2 separate regions of the Mus musculus genome follow, and region 1 is linked to region 2. Evidence: chromatin contacts called from public Hi-C data. All regions are on one chromosome and are shown on one strand. Each heading gives the region's core, a stretch centred on a gene start, on an enhancer-like site or on the middle of the called end of the contact. The rest is flanking DNA. Distances are from core to core; before and after follow the strand shown.

What was found. A called contact is a pair of places that touch in the nucleus more often than the background predicts.
Region 1: a contact with region 2 is called in a Hi-C map of cortical neurons, with 2.3 times the contacts expected there. The contact joins two enhancer-like sites. A contact is called at or near these places in 3 of 39 promoter capture datasets (embryonic stem cells and liver), 1 of 484 Hi-C or Micro-C datasets (cortical neurons), 3 of 115 datasets of contacts at active chromatin or transcription factors (embryonic stem cells, pancreatic cancer cells and stem cell-derived neural progenitor cells) and 1 of 9 other capture datasets (embryonic stem cells).

What each region holds. Positions count from the first base shown.
Region 1 is chr6:55,159,847-55,163,774 of GRCm38.p6, reverse strand. The region is part of intron 1 of Gm34358 (a long non-coding RNA gene); the gene reads right to left. Among named protein-coding and RNA genes, the nearest start is that of Gm34358, 7.4 kb to the right of the region's middle. Within about 2 kb of position 2,129, at least 17 of the 459 cell types and tissues checked have an H3K27ac peak or open chromatin away from gene starts, as enhancers often do. A contact at or near this core is called in cortical neurons, where this site is marked.
Region 2 is chr6:54,758,458-54,762,380 of GRCm38.p6, reverse strand. No RefSeq gene overlaps it. Among named protein-coding and RNA genes, the nearest start is that of Znrf2, 56 kb to the left of the region's middle. Within about 2 kb of position 1,625, at least 141 of the 459 cell types and tissues checked have an H3K27ac peak or open chromatin away from gene starts, as enhancers often do. A contact at or near this core is called in cortical neurons, where this site is marked.

The sequences.
Region 1 (3,928 bases), core at 880-3,379, 400 kb before region 2:
CAGCATAGCTTATGAGCAAAAACATACGATGTTTTGTCTTTCTGAGAGTACTATAATTTACGTAATATTATTATGTCCAGTTACACTGTTTTCCTACAACCAACCATACCACATTCTCTGTATCCATTCTTCTCTTGTTGACAGCTTCCCTGTTTCAAGAGAGAGGTTTGCAGAAGAGAAGCTACCAAGATCCCCCTGTGGGGACCACTTCTCCCCAAGGCCATGCCCTTCAGATAGCAAGCATAGGGCGGGGATTAGTGGTTAGAAGGCTTGTGTGAGCCCTCCATGAGTGCATAGAGAGTCACTGTGTGAGGTCGTGCTCCGAGAGCCAAACACGGGGCCTGACACATACTAGGTGCGCAGTAAATAACTGCAGAGTAATTAAAATAACCCGCCTATTAGTCAGGGTTCTCTAGAAGAAAAGAACTGACAGAATGATTAAATTTGTCTTAGTCACTGTTCTATTGTTATAAAGAGACACCAGGACCAAGCCACACTTACAAAAGAAAGCATTTAATTAGGGGCTTGCTTACAGTTTCAGAGGGTAGTCCATGACCATCACAGCGGGGAACATGACAGCATACATGATACTGAGAGCTTTACATCCAATCCAAAGGCAGCCGGCAGAGAAAGAAACATGCCATGGGCTTTTGAAACCCCAAAGTCCACCCTCAGCTTGTCCAGTGATTTCTGTCTCCCAGTGGAAAGGCTATAAATTCAGTTGTTGCTACTGTTCATGAGGCTAGATATTTCTGCTAGTCTTCAGTCTACATTGGAATCCCAAAGATGAAGCTTCTAATCGTAGTAAAAAAAAAATTTAAAAATTAAAAAAACAAAAAAACAAAAAAAACTTAGCAGCAGGCTAGATAAACTTTCCAGTAACTGTGAACGCAATCAGGCAAAAAAGCAAAAGCCTCCATCTCTCATATTGTGCTCCCACCAGAAGGCGTGGCCCAGATTTAGGACAGGTCTTCCCACTTTAAATGATCCAATAAAGAAAACACCTCACAGGCATGCCCAGTTGCTTGGGTTTTAGTCAATCCCAGATGTAGTAAAATTGACAACCAAGACCACCAACCACACCCTCCATTTTGCAGATGCATAAATTGGAGCTCAGAGAACATAAAGACCCGCCTTGGGTAAGTAAGGGGTAGCCTGGGTTTCCATCCTATCTGTGCCTGGCTGCCATGGGAATGGATAGATGATGAGATTAGGTGCCCCGTGTGTTCTGTGCCCAGGGCAGAGAGGCCAACAAGGTGGATCCCAGGGCCTATATAATCTTCATCAACAGAAGGACAGACTGGCAGGGACCCTGGCTCTGCCTCATGGAAGCCTGAAGCCCAGAGTTTGCATCTCTCCTGGTGAGCAGAGGAGAGCTCCCCTGGGGCTGGGGTAGATATAACACAAGCTTCTTCCCGGAAGTGTGGGGCCCGGCACGGGGCCCTCATTGGGACAGGTGGCTTCATTCCTGGGCCTGTCAGAGCTCTGGAGTAGGAATCTGCCTTCCCTCCCTTCTAGGAAAACGCCCTCTTGCTTTGGAGGACTCTAATTGCCGTCACCACCAGCATCGTGGTGGCGACCTTTCTGAAAACTGTCCTGTGCTTTTATAGCAAGAAGAACTTGCCACAAAATGGATCCGATGGCACCAGGAATGAAGCCACCTGCCCCATGAAGGGCTCTGTGCGAGGACACACATTTCCTGGAAGAAGTCTTTCCTATATACACCCCACCCCCAGGGGAGCTCTTCCCTGTTCGCCACAAAGATGCAGACTTGATGCTCCATGCTGGTATCCATGAGACAGAGCCTGGGTCCTTGTCAGTCTGTGCTGTTGATGAAGATTGTGCATCCCCTGGGATCTACCTTGCTGGCCTCTCTGTCTGGGGCACAGAGCACACGAGCCATCTACTCATGACTACCCCCAGGGCGGGGTGGGACCACAGCTTCAGGAATGTTCAGCGTACCATCCACCCTAGGCCCCTGTACTCTTAGCTGCTTCAGCCCAGCATCCTCCTGTTTCCTCTTCCGATGCTGGTCCCCACCAGCCTTCTTTCCTGTCTCTCTCCTGCTCATACTGGAGCCCAGCCAGAGCTTCCCACAAACCTCACGGTACAGCAATACTTGCTGCATAAATAGTAAGTGGTGAGTCACAAAACACGGTATCTATAGAAGACCTATTGTTTGCAGGCATTGAACACCAGGGACAAACCAGGTGAAATATCTCTGTTAGAAGAAACAAAACCACAGGAACACTTGGTGGGTCTTAAGTAGGACAACAACGAGTAGGTTGAGGGGTGTAGGACAAGCTGCTGTTGCAGTTGCAAGTCCTGTGGGTTTGCCAGTTCCTAGAAGCAGAACAGTGAAGAGGTTTTGGGGATTTGCCCTAGAACAGGCAAGGGAGTGGGAGGAACCATCTTTATTCAGCCTGGTAGCGGGAGCTCTGGGCATTCTATATACATACTCTGCCTTGAAATCTTCTGTCACACTACAACAAGTACAGTGGCCTGCTCCCCAATCTAGTAACAGTATCATCTTCTCCAAGAGAGACAGCTCCTTTTGCCCTTTAATTGGATGAGAGCCAGGCCAGGCAGACTGTTTCTAAGTGAACTGGCTTATTACACTGCACATAAAACCGGAAGAAGCAAAAACATATAACAGGAGGAATAGATGAAAATACCAGACAAACCAGGTGGTAGAAAGTCACCTGAGAACAGAACACTAGCAAGGAAAATAATAGCTTGTGCCCACAAAAGAAACTGCCAAAGTGGCTCAAGAGACCACCCTTCAAGGTGATTCCTATGGGTAGGAGTGTCGCCATAGTGCCAAGGATAGAGATGGAGAAGTTCACTGGGGCAGGGTCTCGGGTCAGGCACTCAGTCTGACGGTGTTTGTATTTATAGCCATAGAAAGTATTATCTGAGCTCTTGGATGTCCATTTCAGGGGAAAGGCCCAGGTACGGACAGTGTCATTTACATATGGATGCACAGTTGCCAATGTGGCTGTCAGCCAGTTGTCAGGGTGACTATTAGCCACCCATTTGGCTCCGTTAGAGCTTTTGTTAGAAGTTCAAGATGGAGTTGGTGCTGTCAAAGCATGATCTCATTAATCATAATTAGAATACCAATTTGCTCCGTATCACAAGAACCACATCACAGCAAAGGACATGTCTCAAGGCTTCTACAACCCTGTGTTAGTCAACTGGCGGCCGTGGACTGTCTAGACCTGGAATAGAAAGGAAGTGGACTCTCTCAGCAAAGCAGCTGACCTTCCATAAAACAATGCACAGGACTAGAGGGAAGCAGGTGTGAGGAGTGCCCAGTATGGCTGAAGAGTGTCTCTATGAAGTGACCTTTGAAGAAGGAGAGGGGAAAAGAAGCGCAAGAAGTGTCCAGTGAGGGGCTGGTGAGATGGCTCAGCAGGTAAGAGCACCCAACTGCTCTTCCGAAGGTCCTGAGTTCAAATCCTAGCAAACACAAGGTGACTCACAACCATCCATAAGGAGATCTGACTCCCTCTTCTGGAGTGTCTGAAGACAGCTACAGTGTACTTACATATAATAAATAAATAATTCTTTAAAGATGGGAGGTAATCTTTTTTAAAAAGAAGTGTCTAGTGAAGTATCTTTGAGAGAATGGCCAGTGCCAGAGCCCTGGGGTCACTGAAATAGCATCTGGCAGATTAATGCCTGGGAGGAGAATGAAGGGGGCGGGGGTTAGGGGGACATAGGATGTGTTCATGCACAGCTCTATATATCGCTGCAAGGCCCATCATCTTACTCTGGGAAAGTTAGGAGGCACTGAAGACACTTCAGCTGAGGGATGACATGGTCATGACATCAAGTGACTAGAAAGCTGCATCCCCAGGGGTACTGCTCCTCGGTGGGCAACTGACCATCAGGTCTTTCACCCCCTACTCCCATCCAACCCAAG
Region 2 (3,923 bases), core at 376-2,875:
CACAGCTAAAGGTTGTTTACTCGGCCCAAGTTCCAAGTATTTAGTTAAATAAAAATACGCAGTAATGTTAGAAGGCACTGAGCCTTAGCAATTCTTCCACACAGGGATGCTTCCTGTGCCCTTGGACCATCCTTTGCATGGGTCTCCTGGGGTGCCTGTGGACAGGGGGAAGTGCTAGGCTTAGTAACTCCCCGCCCACAAGTTAGGTCAGCATGTCCTATCAGAGGAGGGTTCCATTGGCTGATATCCACTTCTGCCTAAACTCCCTGATCTGAGACCGCCTGCCAGCAAGTTACAGTCTCGCCTCTGCCATTTTGCTGACACTCAAGCCTCTCTGTGATGGAGACTCTGGGGAGACACGCAAGGCTTGCCCATCTGAGCATCCCTGTGGCCTTCAGGCCCCTACACTGGATTCCACAGCATCCTCCTGGCACTGGTTTGGGCTATGGCAAATAGCTCCAGGTCTGGGCTTTAGGTTTTCTGGCCACATTTCTGCGACTTCACTCTGGCACCTACCCTGCTCCAGTTTGCAATCCGTGCATGCCTGTCCAGTCCTTGGTGGCTTTCCCACAACCCAGATCTCTCTTCACAGCACTGCCTATGGGAGCATTGTGCTGGCACCTACCATTTATGTTGGTCACCTGGCCTCTGTATCTCAACTGGGGACTCCAGTGGCCCACCTCTTCTGAAGAGAAATTCCCACCTCTGATTATTTCTGCCTTTCTCTTAGAAGAAGGAGATTTATATTGTTATTTTCAAACCAATCCCTTTACTTATTTTTGTAATCCGCTTACTCAGATGCAGGGTCTAATATGCCATTTTAGTTGCATGAAGACTGTTTTGAGGCAGGCTCTGGCCCAGGCTCACCTGAAACTAGCCCAGCCTAGATTCTAATTAGTAATTGTCCTCCCTGGGCCTTCCAAGTACAGGCATATGTCACCATAGGCAGCTTGTTGGAAATTCTCGAAGTTTGATTATTGTTAACATGCTTTATCTTTCTCCATTCTTATGTGTAACATATAGTTGGGTCTCTGGCAGCACTGTTTATTCAGGTCATTGCCATTTAAAATGATCATTACCTGTGACAGAGCAGCAGAAGGGAGGGGCCAGTAAGGTCTGGCATGGAGAAGGGGTGTGGGGAAGGGGAAAGAATAAAGTGTAATCACACAGCTGTGTGAAAACACCATAGAGAAGCACACTTCGGATAGGTAATTTCTCCGAAGCTGGTGAAATGAGCCAATTCAAACCAGATTAGACTATATTAAAGGCAGGTTTGTTGGGAAGCTGCTCCCAGGCAAGTTCACTGGCTCCAAGGATTGAGGTCAGGGGTGTCACCATGGGGAGAGGGGCGAGGAGAGGGATGAGAAAGAGAGAAAGGCTGTGAACAGAGAGAGGAGAGAAGAGAGAGGAAGAGGAGGAGAGGAAGGCCAAAATGTCTGGAATATATAGGGAGGAGCCTGTGGGTGAAGGGCAGCCCACCCCTAGGCTGGAAAGTTCAAGACTGGGAACAGGGTATGCCAGGTAGGGACTGAGGGATGCTGGGAGAACCTGGAGGCCAGGTCTGTTGTGTTAGAATGGAGGCTTGAGTCAGGACAGACCACATCAAGCCAAAGCAGCAACATGTGGTGGAAGAGGGCAAAGGAGGCAGCGAAGAGGAGCCAGAATGTGGTGTTGGAGCCAACCAAGAGTTTCTATTTGGGATGATGAAAGATTTCTGGAAACAGATAATGTTAATAGTTACACTGTAAATATGCCTAATGGCCCGGAATGATACCTTTAAAGATGGTTTGAAATAGTAAATGTCACTTAGTGTTTTTATCTTCAAAGGGGAAAGGAGGTAAAGAGAGTAAGAGGACTGGAGTGAAGGGGGGTGGGGGTGGGGGTGGGGAATGGGGGTGGGGGCGGCTTCCATCTGGAGTGCTCCTGCTTTCTGCCACAGCAGCAAAACTGGGTGTTAGAAGAACCTGTAGGAAACAAAGCCAGTTCTCAGCTTCAGGAACTGCGAAGTCAAAGCTGAATAAGGAAGTGTTTCATCTGTTTAATTAGCATAGTTAATGTAATGTAAATAACAGAGGCTAGGAAGTGACAGGAGGTGGGAGGAGGGGCAAAGCAGCAAACACAAAAAGTCAGTGTGAATGGTGCAAAGATGACAGACACGGAGACAGAAGGGCTGATAAAAGTCGGATTCGGCTCACTCCAAAGACCTGAGGACAGACAGCAACGTGACAACGGAGACGCCACGTGCCGGCAAGCTAAGTGGGTGTAGTGTGGAGACTCTTTGTTTAAAGTTCATTTGAGATTGGTGTCAGTGGAGCAACAGTGATAGGAAAGGCAGACCCAGGAGAACAGCTGACTCAGTCACTCCCACCAGGTGCCTGACAGGCTTGCAGTAAACACAGGCTTTACACACCCCGGAGGATCCTGCTGCAAATTAAAACACAACCTTAACTGTGCACATGGCACCAACTCTTTGTGTCTGCAGACACTTTGAAGATCAGAGGTCTCTTCTTTTCCCCTTAAAAGTAAAACCAGTTTTGTTTTTAACTGAACCAACAGGAGCAAAGATTTCGGCTAGTTATTCATGATGTTGTTTTCCCCTGCGCTCACCATACTTTCCCAGGTCATTTTGACCTTCCCCTTGCCTAGCAACCGTCTCCCACTCCTGATGAATACTTCTTTCTCTTGCCACGTAAATTTTCTAATGGTTTACTCTACCTGGTAGCTATTGAACACCGAGAGAAAGTGTTAATTCATGGATAGAAGGGGACTGGAGTCTCAGGCGTTTGTCAACAGCCTGAAACAACAGATGTTGAGAAGTTCTGCAAGCCTGGTCCTGTGGGAAGAGAACCACAACCCATCAGTCATGTCTGCAGGGAACAGGCAGTTCCAGAACCAGAACCATCTCTTGGTCAGCCCAGTCGCTACTTCTTTTAGCCATAGTCACAAATAGTTCATTCTTGTCTAGGGTCCAGCTCTGTTCAAAGTGAGTGCAGTTGCAAAAGTCTGTCCTAAGAAGTTAACATAAGCCGAGTGGTTCAAAGCGGCAAAACCCTATTCCCTCGAGTTTCTAGAGGCTGGGGGTTGGAGGACGCGAGTCTAGTTTGTTATGATCACAAAAAGAGAAAGGGTATAATATACGTTCTATGCGGGTGTAGGGGAAAGGGGCTTGGCGGGCCTATGCCAAAGCATCTCTCTCTCTGAGAGACCAGCCACAAGACGGTATAGTATAAAATAGAGTTTATTCAGGGCATGGGGAGGGGAGTTAAGAGGGTAGTAGAGGCAGAGAAAGGCAGAGAGCAGGAGAGAGTAGGGAAGTAGAGGCTGGCCATGAACATGTGTGTGGGGGGGGGCGGGGGGGAAGGCAATGGAGAGAGAGGGGGAACAAGGAGAAAGGGAGAGAATAGAGAGGCAGGAGAGGGAAGAGGGGCCAAGCAGCCCCTTTTATAGTGGGCCAGGCCTACCTGGCTGCTTCCAAATAACTGTGGGGGTGCATTCCAGACAGAATACCAACATAGTTTTTGATGAAAACTCTGGGTGGGAACATTTTGCACTGTGTCCCCTTGCTTCTGATGTGTCTAGCAGGTCCAAGTAGGTCTGGGCTTGTAGCCTTTGACCTTTCTGTCTTGTCATGTTTTAGTCGTTATTGTTTGTTTGTTTGTTTAATAAGAATACTAGTACTGCATTAGAGGTTCACCTTATTTCCAAATGACTTCATCTTAGCCGATCTATCTACAATCTTAACTTATCGACTTATCTTAACTTGCAAGTGAAGTTAAGACTTTCACATATCTCTGTAAAGGACACAACTCAGCCCATGGAAGGGACAAAAACTGAATTCTTGGTGTAGATAAAACCGCTATGGTGAAGGAGGGGAAACTCCTGGTGAAGGAGGGGAGTTGCTTTGGAGTCTGCTGTTTTTGCTC